Linked DNA regions of Mus musculus: region 1 is linked to region 2. Evidence: chromatin contacts called from public promoter capture Hi-C data. All regions are on one chromosome and are shown on one strand. The core of a region is the stretch at or near the end of the contact, and the rest is flanking DNA. Distances in the headings are between cores, read along the strand shown. Region 1 overlaps Ankrd44 (ankyrin repeat domain 44). Region 2 overlaps Ankrd44 (ankyrin repeat domain 44).

Evidence for each region. Capture Hi-C pulls out chosen DNA fragments and counts their contacts.
Region 1: a promoter capture Hi-C map of adipose tissue shows a contact between it and region 2. The contact joins two enhancer-like sites. A contact is called at or near these places in 1 of 15 datasets of contacts at CTCF or cohesin (the NIH/3T3 cell line) and 3 of 9 other capture datasets (adipose tissue, liver and pancreatic islet).

What each region holds. Positions count from the first base shown.
Region 1 is chr1:54,885,137-54,891,822 of GRCm38.p6, forward strand. All of the region lies in intron 1 of Ankrd44 (ankyrin repeat domain 44), which reads right to left. Among named protein-coding and RNA genes, the nearest start is that of Ankrd44, 38 kb to the right of the region's middle. Within about 2 kb of position 3,590, at least 68 of the 459 cell types and tissues checked have an H3K27ac peak or open chromatin away from gene starts, as enhancers often do. A contact at or near this core is called in adipose tissue, where this site is marked.
Region 2 is chr1:54,726,042-54,732,759 of GRCm38.p6, forward strand. It overlaps Ankrd44 (ankyrin repeat domain 44), which reads right to left. Exons shown (of 28, transcript NM_001081433.3): 14 at 3,693-3,833; 15 at 1,449-1,529. 4930444A19Rik (a long non-coding RNA gene) reads left to right here. Exons shown (of 4, transcript XR_003948660.1): 2 at 3,263-3,348; 3 at 3,445-3,528. Among named protein-coding and RNA genes, the nearest start is that of 4930444A19Rik, 48 kb to the left of the region's middle. Within about 2 kb of position 3,525, at least 17 of the 459 cell types and tissues checked have an H3K27ac peak or open chromatin away from gene starts, as enhancers often do. A contact at or near this core is called in adipose tissue, where this site is marked.

The DNA of each region.
Region 1 (6,686 bases), core at 2,340-4,839, 160 kb after region 2:
AAGAAAATGACTGTTCACTCAGTAATCTTATTGCTAGTTGCTCCTAAAGGAGGGGGTGGGGCCTTCAAAGTGCCTGATAGAATTTTGACAGGGCCCATCTTATGCAGGTCTTATGCAGGTCCCCACAGTTGCTGTGAACCCATGAGTACAATGGCCATGCCACACCACCATGCAGGTCCCAAGATGGGCTCAGGTTGAGGACCTGTGTTTTAAACCCAAGCCTGTGTACGTAGACTGTTCTTAGAATTGGGCTGGCATGTCCAGGTACTGCTTCATTTTCATGATCATCAGCTACTTTCACAGCTTTGGAATGTACACCAACCTTTCCTGACTTGACTGTGGGTGGTTGGGGTTGGTTGGTTGGTTGGTTGGTTGTTTTCCAGCACAGAATATTGAACCCAAGACCCCATTGGATGCTAGAACAAGTACTTCCCCACTGATCTACAGCTTAATCCCTCATTCAAAAGCTAATTAATAATACCCTGTGTGTACAGTTAAAATACATTTTATTGACCCACTGATCTGTCACTAGAATGTGAGTTGCTTCCAGTTTGAGGACATTGTAAATAATCTGTTATGATCATCTGTTGGTGCACCACCTATAAATGGGATTACTGGCTGGAAACAATTCTGCTTAACTGTTTTAAGGAAGATCCATACTATTGTCCCATTGTATAGTCCACAGCATTTTAAATTCCTCCCAGCAATTCACAAGGTTTCCCACTTCTCCAAGTTCTCCTCAGCATCATTTCCTGTTTAATCTAGGCTTTTCTTCAGTTAATTGGTTGGATAGCCATTGTAATGGATATGAGGCACATCTCATTTTGTAGCTTTGATTGGCATTAAGGTCCTTAATGATTAGTGATTGCTCCATGCTCTTTTAAATGGTGTTTCAAGATATCTCATTTTGTTTCCTCAGCTCTCTTAGCGGGATAGGAATGTAGTTGTTGCTTTAAGTAGATAACCCTAGATGCTCCAGATCTCTAAGGAGCAACTTCCAACACACTAATACAAAGAAATCAATTTCCATGATTGAGGTTTCAACCTCCTTTTAAAACCTGAAGACAGTCCCAAAAGTTTCCTTCTAGGCTCTTAAACTGGGCAAAGCAGCCTTGAATCCCACACTCTGATAGAGCCAATAATGTCCATTGCTGAAGAAGTATGGACCTGGGACTCTAGTATCACAGGTGCCACTATAAGCTTGGATGTAGCTTCTCCAACTCTTCCTTACTTCTCCTCTCAGCCTCCCCTCCCACTCCTCCCCACATCCTCCTCTTCCTCACCCCTCCCCGACACCCATGCTCTACCATCCCCCTTCCAGGGCTAGCAGAGAACACAACAGGCCAGAAGAGGCAGCCCCCTTCTTAAAGCCAATCTACAAAGCAAAACAAACACAGGCAGCGAAGGAATCTGGGAGGCTAAGATCCAGTTCTGAAGCAGTGGCCCTTCAATTGCTAGGGTCTCAGTTCCACTTGCCTGCCTTTACCAAGGTTGTCTGACCACTGCATAGCATCTAATTCCCATCTATGTATAAGCTGATCTAACCCCACTGAGAGGACTTGAGAAAGTTTACACATTACCTCCAAATCTTTTTCAAATCTTTTTTGTTTGTTTGTTTGTTTGTTTGTTTGTTTGTTTAACTGTCTTGCAATGCATGGTCTTTAATTCAACAGGCAAGATGCTCTGCAGATCACTGTGGGCCCAATGGACCAGGTCCCTAACACTGAGACTCCCCACCCACCAAGTGAGGCTGCCTTCCTTGGGCTCTCCCTAAAACTCCTGAAGTGTCTCCAGTGCAGATAACCAACCACCCTGGATCCATAAGCAGAGAGTAACTTATTAAAACTAGTGTCTCCTAATAAAGAAAACAGGTCACTCTATGTGGTCTGAGCAAAATCCTGCATTTCAATGGGCTCCCCCACAGACAATTAGGGCAGATGCACAGAGACCTGAAGCAAACAATCCTGCAAAGGGAAATTTACCAAACACTTTCTTGCCAACTCAAAATAAAAATACCAGAAGAGAAACAACCTCTTCTTTTTTTTTTTTTTTTTTTTTTTTTTTAAAGATTTATTTATTGATTATATGTAAGTACACTGTAGCTGTCTTCAGACACTCTAGAAGAGGGAGTCAGATCTCGTTACAGATGGTTGTGAGCCACCATGTGGTTGCTGGGATTTGAACTCCAGACCTTCGGAAGAGCAGTTGGGTGCTCTTACCCACTGAGCCATCTCACCAGCCCGAAACAACCTCTTCTAAAGCAAACTTTCCCCTGCCACCTCCGTGCCATTGATGAAGCTTTGATGACTGTGGACTCTCTATATCTTTTGTTGTAGCTATTTACTACTGATCTCCTATTTAATGTGGAATTGCAACGGGGACCCCAGAGAATATAAGACATTTTGTGGCTAAACAAAACAAAACAAAGATGTTTTGAGCCACAATATATATGATGAAGCCAACAGGAGACAGGGAGGCCTGCTGGATTATTCTGAGATACTCACAAAAAAACAAGTCCAAGTCTTCCCCTAAGAGAAGACTAGGACCCAAAAAGTCTCAAATATCAAAACCATATTTTCCATGTGTGATGGGAATATGAAAAAAACTGGAGGGAAAACAGATATGTAAAATGCACACACATAACTAGAACTCTCAACTTAAATTCTATCAAATATGATACGTGCTAGGCTTTACAACGAGAATCCAAATATCAGGGACAGATCACCCTGTCATCTAAAACAAAATATTCAAGCACTTTTATACAAACAAACCTTCTTGGTCATGTAATAGTTCCCTCTGACAGAGCAGTCTGGGCAGAGAGCAATAAACAAAATCCAGACAGGAAGTAGCCAGAGAGAATAAAGGCAGAGCGTTCTGGCCCCATCTCCTTGTAGAAAAACAAGAAATATTGCTCTATTTTAACAGAATCATTACAGAGCCCAGAGCCAAACTATAATGTGTGTTAATATGGTCAGTGAGGGGAGTAGGGTCTACAAGTGAGTTTTGAATGTTTTGGCCCCGTTCCTAGAATCAGCGCCATGAAATCAGCTCTAACTACTGACCACTGGCAGTGCCAGAATCCAATTCCCATCCAGAATGAAATATTTTTACTTCATCCCTGGAGGTCAGCCTTTGCAAAGCCTTTTCTCGTTTTGACACATGTGGGTTTGTGCACATGGAAATTCTCTATTAAAACTTCTACTTGCTAAAATAAGTCCAACCTTCCCACAAAAGAATGCGTAAAGAAAGCACCGTGCTTTTAACTTAAGAATGACAGTACATTCCACAGTTACTTTCCTAACATAGATGTCTGAGCACCAACGTTCAGCAGAAAGAGAGCACTGCATGACATGCTGGGGCAATCACTGAATAATCATCATGCCTCCCAAGAGACATGTGTCAATTTCAAGCATGTCTGAGAACCACAGCCGTAAGGGGCAAGCGTCAGCATTCCTCCCCAGCAGAGGCCCTGGGTGTCTCCTAAACGTACATTCTCCATTCCCTCCACACTAATAGACACTCAGACAGGCACATGCCTATCTAGGGGAAGATTTATTTCTCAACCACCCTTGCAGATAAGTCAGCATGTGACTGGTTCTGACCAATGGGCCCTTGACCACAAAACGCTCTTAAAAGGAAGAGATTATGCCCTCTTCCTGCTATCTCTGCTCAAGATTTTAGAGCAGAAATTCAAGCAACCATCTTTGCCAAAAAAAAAGTGGAAGCTATACTAAAACACGTAAAACACACATGCACGCACACAGGCTCGCCCCCACCATGTGCAGAAGGGAGAAAGCTCTGTGGAATCATTCTTCCAGCCTTGGCTAGTTTGTGCTCAGACCACTACAGATCAGAGTTAAATCAGTTCCTGCCTTGTTAGTGCCCAGCAACTGCACAGCCTAACGCACATCTCGCGAGACACTATGAATCCAGCCATTGTTTTTTCGTTTGACTAGCCACTTGGGGGGCTAGGGGGAAGAGACTCAGATAAGATCTTATATAACTCAGACTGACCTTGAACTCACTTCATAGATAAGGATAATCCTGAGTGCTTGATCCTCCATACTCTACCTGGCATATGTCAAATTATGTGCGCTCACCACTGTGCCCACTAGCAGCCATTTCCTAGGACGCACTGTAAACTTCCTGATATGAGCAACCGTGGGGATTTGGTGTCCCTTTGCTATTATGAGCCATGTTTCTGAGATTCTAGTTGCAGTTTTTACATATATACAAAATCACATGTAAAGCAATCCTTCAGGCCGGGCACCTTTCCAGAAGGAGAAAGCAGTCTGTTTTATCTCCTGTGTCAGTCACCCAGCACGCACACATCACACCTGTGTGCAGTCATTAAGGCAACACAAGTCCAGGCACCAGAGTCTTCCCCATCATTTGTAAAGTTAGACCCTTGCCTCAGTGTGGTGGCACTTGTTGTAACTCCAGCACTCAGAGGACTCAAGCCAGGGAATTAGCTCTAGGCCAGCCTGGGCTACCCACCAAGACCTTGACTCAAATAAACCAAAACAGAATAGAATCAAATGGGAGAATCATCATAACCTCCTCCTAACAGCTGAGTCTAAGGAGGTGCCATTCTTCTAGCTCAAGAAGAATCAAACGCCAGACTCTGTACACTTGGGCCATACACCTAGGTCAAAGTTATCAGGTCAGGTTGTATAGGCTTGTAGTGGCTATTCCTGGTTGTCAACTTGACAATATTTGGAATGAACTACAATTCGGAATTGGAAGGCTCACCAGTGACCCTTATCTGGAGGCTTGGAGATCCTTATCTGGATCTTGGTTTGAAGATCTTGAGCCATAGTGGCTATGGATTCCAGAAGATTGAATCTCCGAGTTAAGGAACACACCTTTAATCTGGGCTATGCCTTTCATCTGGGATTAAAGGTGTGGTGGAACACACCTTTAATCTGGGCTACACCTTTTGCTGGAGACAATATAAGGACATTGGAAGAAGGGAGTCTAGCTCTTGCTCCTGCTCCTTCGCCTGCTTGCTGCGTGAGACTGAGTAACTGCTAGATCCTTGGACTTCCATTCACAGCTGTGACTGAACGATTGTTGGGAATTGAGCTGCCGACTGTAAGTCATCAATAAATTCCTTTATTATCTAGAGACTATCCATAAGTTCTGTGACTCTAGAGAACCCTGACTAATACAGAAGTTGGTACCAGGAGTGGTTCTAGAGTAACAGAAGTACAAGGATGAATCTTTTAAAATACTGGAATTGGCTTGTTGATCCACCAGCACTTTCAAATATTGAAACCTCTCCAGATTCTCTCCCTCCTGGGAGCTCAGAGAATTTTGAAGACCCATGGTTGAAACTATATTCCGAACTTAAAGAAGCTAATGCCCTTGATTTTCTTAATGAATTAGGTGATTCAGTGCACAAAGCTTTCTACAAGATGGGAAAAAAATCGAAAAATGATTTTACTGGCTGGCTGCTCTTAGTATCTGTGGAAAAAATGATGAATGAAAGGAAGGAGTTGTGTGATAAAATCGAAAGGCTCCAGACACAAGTAAACGATCTAAAAGTTGCTAAGTGTGTCCTTGAGGAGAATCTTCTCTCTTGTAGCAATAGAGCTCAAGTTGCAGAAAATCAAACAGAAACTCTCATTGTAAGGTTGGCTGAACTACAGAGAAAATTCAAGTCTCAGCCTCAGAGTGTGTCGACAGTTAAAGTAAGGGCTCTAATTGGCAAAGAATGGGATCCTACAACATGGGACGGGGATGTGTGGGAAGACCATGTTGAAGCTGAGAATTTTGAATCCTCAGATTCTCAAGGGTTTGCCCCACCTGAGGAAGTAGTACCCTCAGCCCCACCTCTTGAAATAATGCCTTCCCCACATGAGGAAATTAATTTTGCAGAGTCTGCTCACGGCCCACCAATAGTTTCTTCTAGACCTGTAACCAGACTCAAAGCAAAACAGGCTCCTAGAGGGGAGGTAGAAAGTATAGTCCATGAGGAAATTCGCTACACTACTAAGGAGCTTAATGAGTTTGCTAATTCATTCAAGCAGAAACCTGGTGAATATGTGTGGGAATGGATTTTAAGGGTGTGGGATAAGGGTGGAAGGAACATAAAACTAGAGCAGGCTGAGTTTATTGACATGGGTCCTCTGAGTAGAGATTCTAGGTTTAATACGGAAGCTCGCATAGTTAAAAAAGGTGTCAAAAGTTTGTTTGAATGGTTGGCTGAGGTGTTTATCAAAAGATGGCCTACTGGAAATGACTTGGAGATGCCTGATATTCCGTGGCTTAGTGTTGATGAAGGGATTTTAAGACTTAGGGAAATTGCAATGCTAGAGTGGATATATTGTGTAAAGCATAATTGTCCACAATGGGAAGGTCCAGAAGATATGCCTTTCACCAGCTCTATAAGACGCAAATTGGTGAGAGGGGCACCAGCACATTTGAAGGGTTTTGTTCTTTCCCTTTTCCTTGTGCCAGATCTTAGCATTGGAGATGCTTCTGCTCAATTAGATGAATTAAATTCACTGGGTTTAGTTGGATCCCGAGGTAACAAGGGCCAGGTGGCAGCATTGAATCGCCGGAGACAAGGTGATCCTAGTTATTATAATGGACAGCGTAGACAAAAGAATGTTTATAATAACATACCCAGTAATGGTCAGCACAGGAGAGGTGAAATTTATAATGGCATGACTCGCTTGGAC
Region 2 (6,718 bases), core at 2,275-4,774:
GGCTGAAAAAAATCATTGGATATGCTGAATCTATAATCTGGAAAATATTAAGAATTCCTCCTAGAGACTTATTCAGTCCAGAACATGGATAAACTACATGACAAGTGTACAGCTACGGCACCAGAAGCACCGTGGAATCTGGATATTCTCCACACAGCTCCTAAGGAAAAAGAGGAATCCAGTGTCCAACTGGTGAGACTTGTCTTTCCTACCGCCGGGGCGAACTGGCAGGTCAACCACTTGAGATGCAAAACCAACAGGTCCTTGACTTGGACAGGTGTGTGGTCTCATTTAGCAAGAAGGAGCTCAGGCCTGCAGTTTCTGGCCCTTCCTCCCTAGTGATCCTGGGTGGTCACAGGGCAAGCCTTCAATTCAGTGGAGAAAGGGAAGCTTCCTGGGGTAAATTGAAATTTTTGTTTGTTTGTTTGTTTGTTTGTTTGTTTGTTTTTGTTTTGTTTTTTTAACATCATCCTTTTAAAACTAGGCGTATTAAGGAGAAACTTGGTCATTATGTTTTATTCACAGCAGTGTCTGTCCCTATCCCAGAAGCACTCAGATATGTCCTTTAACCTGCATCAGGGCTATCTTCTGTGTCCATAGCATAGACCCAGGGACATGAGGAGAGAACAGAAGGGGCAATGTAGGGGCCTTAGAGTGAACACAGCACTCAGGCACGGAAACTCCTCCCTCTGGCAAGTTGAGAAAAAAGTAAACACATTCTGGACCACAGCCTGCAGACTCTTGGGGCACTGTGTCCCTAGGGGGTTGGGAGGATGAGGCACAAAGTAGACAGACTGGTTCACTTGCTTGTTCATTTATTGATAGTTGTTGTACTAGCTAGGTGTCGGGCTCATCACTGGCCACAGATCTCTGCTCTGTTTGTGATCAGACAACAAAGAAGTACCCATGTGTTGATGCCCCTGAGCACTGGCAAATACCCAAGACCTTTTCACAGCAACAGTGAAGCCCCTGTCAGAAGCCAGTCAGGGGCAGGGGAGGTGAAACTGGTCAAATTGTTTACAAAAAGCATGAGGTTATCTGAAAGTCAAGGGTCTGAGGGGAATGTCACACCAAGATCTGAAGACCTATGTCTAATAGAATCTGATAAATAGCTATCCCCAGGTCACCAAAGTAGACCCTAAGGTCCCAAGTGGAAACTCAGCATGTCCCCATGGCATCTGATACATGACAGAATCAGATATGATATTTATTATCAGATATCATATAAGGATGCTGGCCTGTCACAGTGGTGGTCAAAGAAAGCATATAATTTTATAAAAAGTTTCATATACAAGGAGAGTAGAATAGATGGATGTGTTAAAGGTGAGCCTGTATCCCACCCCTTCCTCGGGATTCTAAAGAAAACCCTCAGAAGAAAGGCAGTTATGTGGCAACCCAGAGAGACAAAAGAATAGGGCATCCCACTCCTACACTCAGAAGAAACTTACAGTGCAGCATCTTTTTCCTTCACTTCTCTGGCTCTTTCAAGTTCTTCAGAATTGTCATGGGCATTTCCTAAGATCATCTTACTGTTCAATGTAGGAGATAGAAAAAAATCACAATTAATTTTTTAATTAAAAACTTGTAGACAGTTTTTGCACAATTATATCTCAGTGATTTTTATCCAACCCAAAAGGGACACATTGGTTCTCTCCAAGGCTATCCAGAAAATCTATGTTCTCCCAAGGAACCCAACTGAGAACATCTCACTTTCCTAAAACGTATTCCTAGCTATGAGTGATTAAGACCAGAATCAAGTTGCCTACCCAAGTATAGGTACCCTAAAACTTTCCAAATAAAAAAAAAAGAAACAACTTAGCTCAGGCTCCTCCACCCATACCATACCCTCATGCTTTCTGGCCAGCCCAGCATCTTACATCCTCTAGTGCATTCTTGATCTTCATTTCCTAGAATGACTTTCCATTTAAAATTTCCTTTCTAGCTCTTAAAATATGAAACATATTTGTTCCCTAGCCCCTCCTTCAACGATATTTCCCTAGTGCAAAGCATCGCTCAATTAATAACGTGTGTGGTTATAAAATCCAAGTATTATTAGAAAAATATTTATGTAAACACAAAATGAGGCTGGGCCATGCATGTTCATTTGGGTGCAAATGTGTGGGTACACATATATGTGGAGGCCAGAGGTCAACTTTGGGCATGCTTTATTGAGAGCCATCCACCTTGTTTTTTGAGACAATCCTCCTCATTGTTCTGCAGGCCATCCTGTAGGCTAGATTCACTGGTCAGCAAGCTGTCATAGTGCATGGATTGTTTTTTAAGGTTTATTCTTTTATTATTTTTATTTACATGTATATGTGTGTCTGTGTGGGTGAATGACACACGTGTGAGATGCCATCCTGAGAGAGAGAGAGAGAGAGAGAGAGAGAGAGAGAGAGAGAGAGAGAGATCCCTTAGAGCTGTAGTTATATGTGATCGTGAGCCAACTGAACGTGGGTCCTCTGAAAGAGCAGCAAGCTCTCTTAAGACATATCTTCAGCTTAGATGCCTGGGTGGTATGTGAGTTCTGGATATCAAAATCAGACCTTATGTTTGCTGAGCTACCTCCCCAGCCGTGTGTGTGTGTATACATGTATGTATATATATTTGTTGTTTGTTCTTTAAGACAGAATTTCACGTAGCCCAGGCTATCCTCAAACTATCAGAAGATGAACTTGAATTCCTGATCCCCTTCCTCCCACTTGCAAAATGCCAAGATTGCACATATGTGCCACCTCTCCTGGTTCTTCATAAATATTTCTTAAACACTGGATCACAATCTATTACTAAGTGAAATCAATTACGTTGAAGTTATCAAAATAGGAAGATATAAAGTATCACTACAATAAATGTAAATATGGTTTGTGAGATCTTTTTTATTTCTCATGTATAAACATGTATGTGAACATGTGCATTAAATCATGACATAAGATTATTTTTTATTTGGTTCACCATCTTAAATATTTGAAAGGGCTGGTGGTATAGCTTAACTATTTATATGTTAAACTTGAATGTTTAGATGTCATTGTTCTAGAAAAGTTGCCATTACCCCTTACCCAGAATCAAATGCACCACTGGGGACAGCAAAGAATTCAACAGTTGTCATGCAAACTCATCAGAATCTTCCTATGAATTTAAGAACTACACAAGCTGTGGGACCACGCACCCCTCTTCCTTACAGGAGGGTTCAGTGTTGTAGACTTTCCGAGCCTAGACACCTACAGTCCACACATATTCAGAATAAGACATTCCTCTTCTGCAGCTGCTGAATGAGCGTTCGTGCCCAGGTTAGGAAGAACAGTGCCTAATCTCATCACCAAGGCTGCATTCACTTGGAGTTATTCATTGGTGGGTATTTTTTAACACAGGACATATATATTAGCAGATGAAACATTTATGTGATAATGGTGGGAACTACTGTGTATGACAAATAAATTCCAACAGATTTCCAAAGAACTGGAAAGCCTGGGCTTGGCAGCTCTACTTGGCATTGAACCCAAGAGCAGAGAAGAAGGAGATTACGCAATGGTGAGTAATAATCAAACGGAGAACTGGGAAGCCTGGGGTAGGGGTGATCCTCCACTCTGAATGAGAGATTCCTTGTGTGCAGTTTCTAGGAGGCAGTATGAAAAAAGCATAACTGCCCCCGCCCAGCTCTACCCAAGATGAAGCACAAACAAGGTGATTTTTACTTTCTATCCATGTCTGATGCAGCAGCGTAGTGCAGAGCTGTCCGTCCCCAGTCGTCTGTTTCATTAACGTTGGCTCCGGTGGTCACTAATGCTTTAATACAGTGGAAATGGCAATTTGCAGCTGCATAGTGCAATGGGGTTCTAAAAAAAAAAACAAATAGTGACAGTTATTATCGTTATTACTATTTTACTTTACTTAGTCTAGCAAATAGACTCATCACTAACAGAAGCACTGACTGTAGTAGTCTTGTTTCCACTCTCAGTGTGTGGAGGCTGAGGGAAGCAAAGCTGAGTCCGCAAAGACATGTGGCTTCTGGCAAGGCCAGCCTAAGTGGCACTGTCTTTTCTTTCTATTCCTAGTGCCAACCCTGGGTTAGAGCTAAGCCATTTCTTGTTCATGGCAAGATTGCCCCATGAAGAACCGTCCAGATCATCTTCATTGAGACCATTCTTAGATACTACTAGGGAAAAGATAGGGGTGGGGTTTGTAAGAGGTAGGAGGGTAAGAGAGAGCAATGGAGTGTATAAATATAAAGTATGTTCTATGTGCATGTATGAAACTGTCACAGTGAAATCCATCATTTTGCATTAATTGGAGTATGCTAATGATTTTTTTTACAGACCATTCTTAACTCTTATAAAGCTTCTTCTAATTTCTGGTTGAGTTTTCAAAGGACCAATCCCCACCTATGACAATCCTGTTTTAAAACCATGAGTCTTTCCACCATTGACAAAGGCTGGATTTCTCAGCTTGGAAGTGAAGGCTTTCCTGAGCTGTCTCACTTTCTTCTACAGAGCGTCTCTCATACCCATGCACATTATGAACTCACTAATGAACACAAACTGGATGACGAGGGTACTGGATCATGTTCACACCTCACCTTCACCCGTGGACACTTCTCCCTTCCTACCCACCAAGCTGCATCCACCCTTCCTGTTCAAGAAGCTAGTTCTTTGCATGAGATATATAGGAAACATTGACTTTTTTTTTTTTCCCCCGAGACAGGATTTCTCTGTGTAGCCCTGGCTGTCCTGGAACTCACTTTGTAGACCAGGCTGACCTTGAACTCAGAAATCCACCTGCCTCTGCCTCCCGAGTGCTGGGATTAAAGGCGTGTGCCACCACGCCCGGCCATTTACTTATTTTTAGTTTCAATTATTGACAGTCTTTTTTCTGGTGTGATTAGCCAATATCTCGGGAATAATAACCAAATAAAACACTAAAAATAAAGTATATTTAGCTCAGGAAATTTTTTATTAGTTTTCAAGTATTTTCTTCATTTTATAGACAACCCAGGGCTCTTTTACTGGTTGATTTCTCTCTTCCGTCCAAAAGGAAGAATTACAATTATAAAGCTATAATATTTTACCTATTGGATTGCTTTTAATGAATGGGACTGAAAAATGGCTAGGCATTAGCAGCTTAAGGACAAAGAGGAAGCTAGATGCAGGGACACTTGCCTATGACCCTCACATTGGGGAGGCTGAAGCAGAAGAATTGCGAGTTCAAGGCCAGTTTAGATTACAGAACAAGGCCCGGCTCAAAACTAAATGCAAGGTCTATGGATGTAACTCAATAGTAGAGGGCTTGCTTAGCATGTGCAATACTGTGGCTTTGATTCAAAGCAACACACACACACACATGCACGCGCACACACACACACACACACACACACACACACACACACACGAGGTGGGGAGAGACAAGAGAAAAAGAGAGGAGAAGAGGTGGGGGAGGGAAGGGAATGGAAAAGAGAAAATGACAGTTTTTGTTTTCAGGAGACTGTACAGTCAGATGAGGAAAAACCCCACTAGTAAGGAGTGGTTATAGAGTATTCAGAGTGATAAGGGACACAGAGAGGGACAGTCCCATTAGAATTATGAGACAGTTCCATTTTATCTGCAGCTGGTCAATATCAAAGAGCGAGGGGCAAGTGGTAAAGGCTTAGAAGGAATTGCTAGAGGGAGAGTATGTGTATATACACACCTACATACAGTCATGTGTATGCATCTATACAGTCATGTATGACAAGCAGGATGTGTTTTAGGAAGTGCAGAATTAGGTGGTTTTGTCATTGTATGAATAAAAACTAGGTGATATAGTCTAATACACATTTAAGATATATGGAACCACTATGGTGTATGTGGTCAAGTATTAAATATTGAGTTAAATGTCGCTACTTGGTACATGACTGTGTGTGTGTGTGCATGTGTGTGTGTGTGTGTGTGTGTGTGTCTGTGTGTGTGCATGTGTGTCTGTGTGTGTGTGTCTGTGTGTGTATCTGTGTGCATGTGTGTCTGTGTGTGTGTGCATGTGTGTCTGTATGTGTGTATCTGTGTGTGTGTCTGTGTGCATGTGTGTCTGTGTGTGTGTGCATGTGTGTCTGTGTGTGTGCATGTGTGTCTGTATGTGCATGTGTGTCTATGTGTATCTGTGTGTGTGTGTCTATGCATGTGTGCATGTGTGTGTGTGTATGTGTTTGTGTGTCCGTCCACGAACGAGCTGGCATCATAATAGTTTGACTGCACAAGGGGTTATGAAGGTAAGAAAAGTTCTATGTTCCAGTGCTGGTTTGTGTTTATTTCATATTGCAAATGACTATAAATTTATCTCAAGATGAAATGCCCAATACAGAAAAGACATTCTATAGCTCTTTTGACCATATTTCAAATTTTTAATTTTATTTGTGTGTCTGTATGTCTGTCTGTGTAAACGTCTCTGTTTGTCTGTATGTCTCTGTGTCTGTCTCTATGTGTTTGGGGAGTTGGGAAAGTCTCAGAAGGCATCACTAGACTTCTGGAGCTGGAGTTATATAGGCAGTTGTGAGCTACCAGACTTGGGTGCTAGAAACTGAACTCCAGTCCTCTGCAAGAGCAGCATACACTCTTCACTGCTGAGCTATCTCTCCAGTCCATATTTCAAATTTGGTGCTCTCAGCTTGTTTACTCTGCTGTTTTTCTAAAACATATCCAGGTAGGCAATTTAAAAAAAAAAAAAAGGCAGCTGAGAGAGACCCCAACTTGTG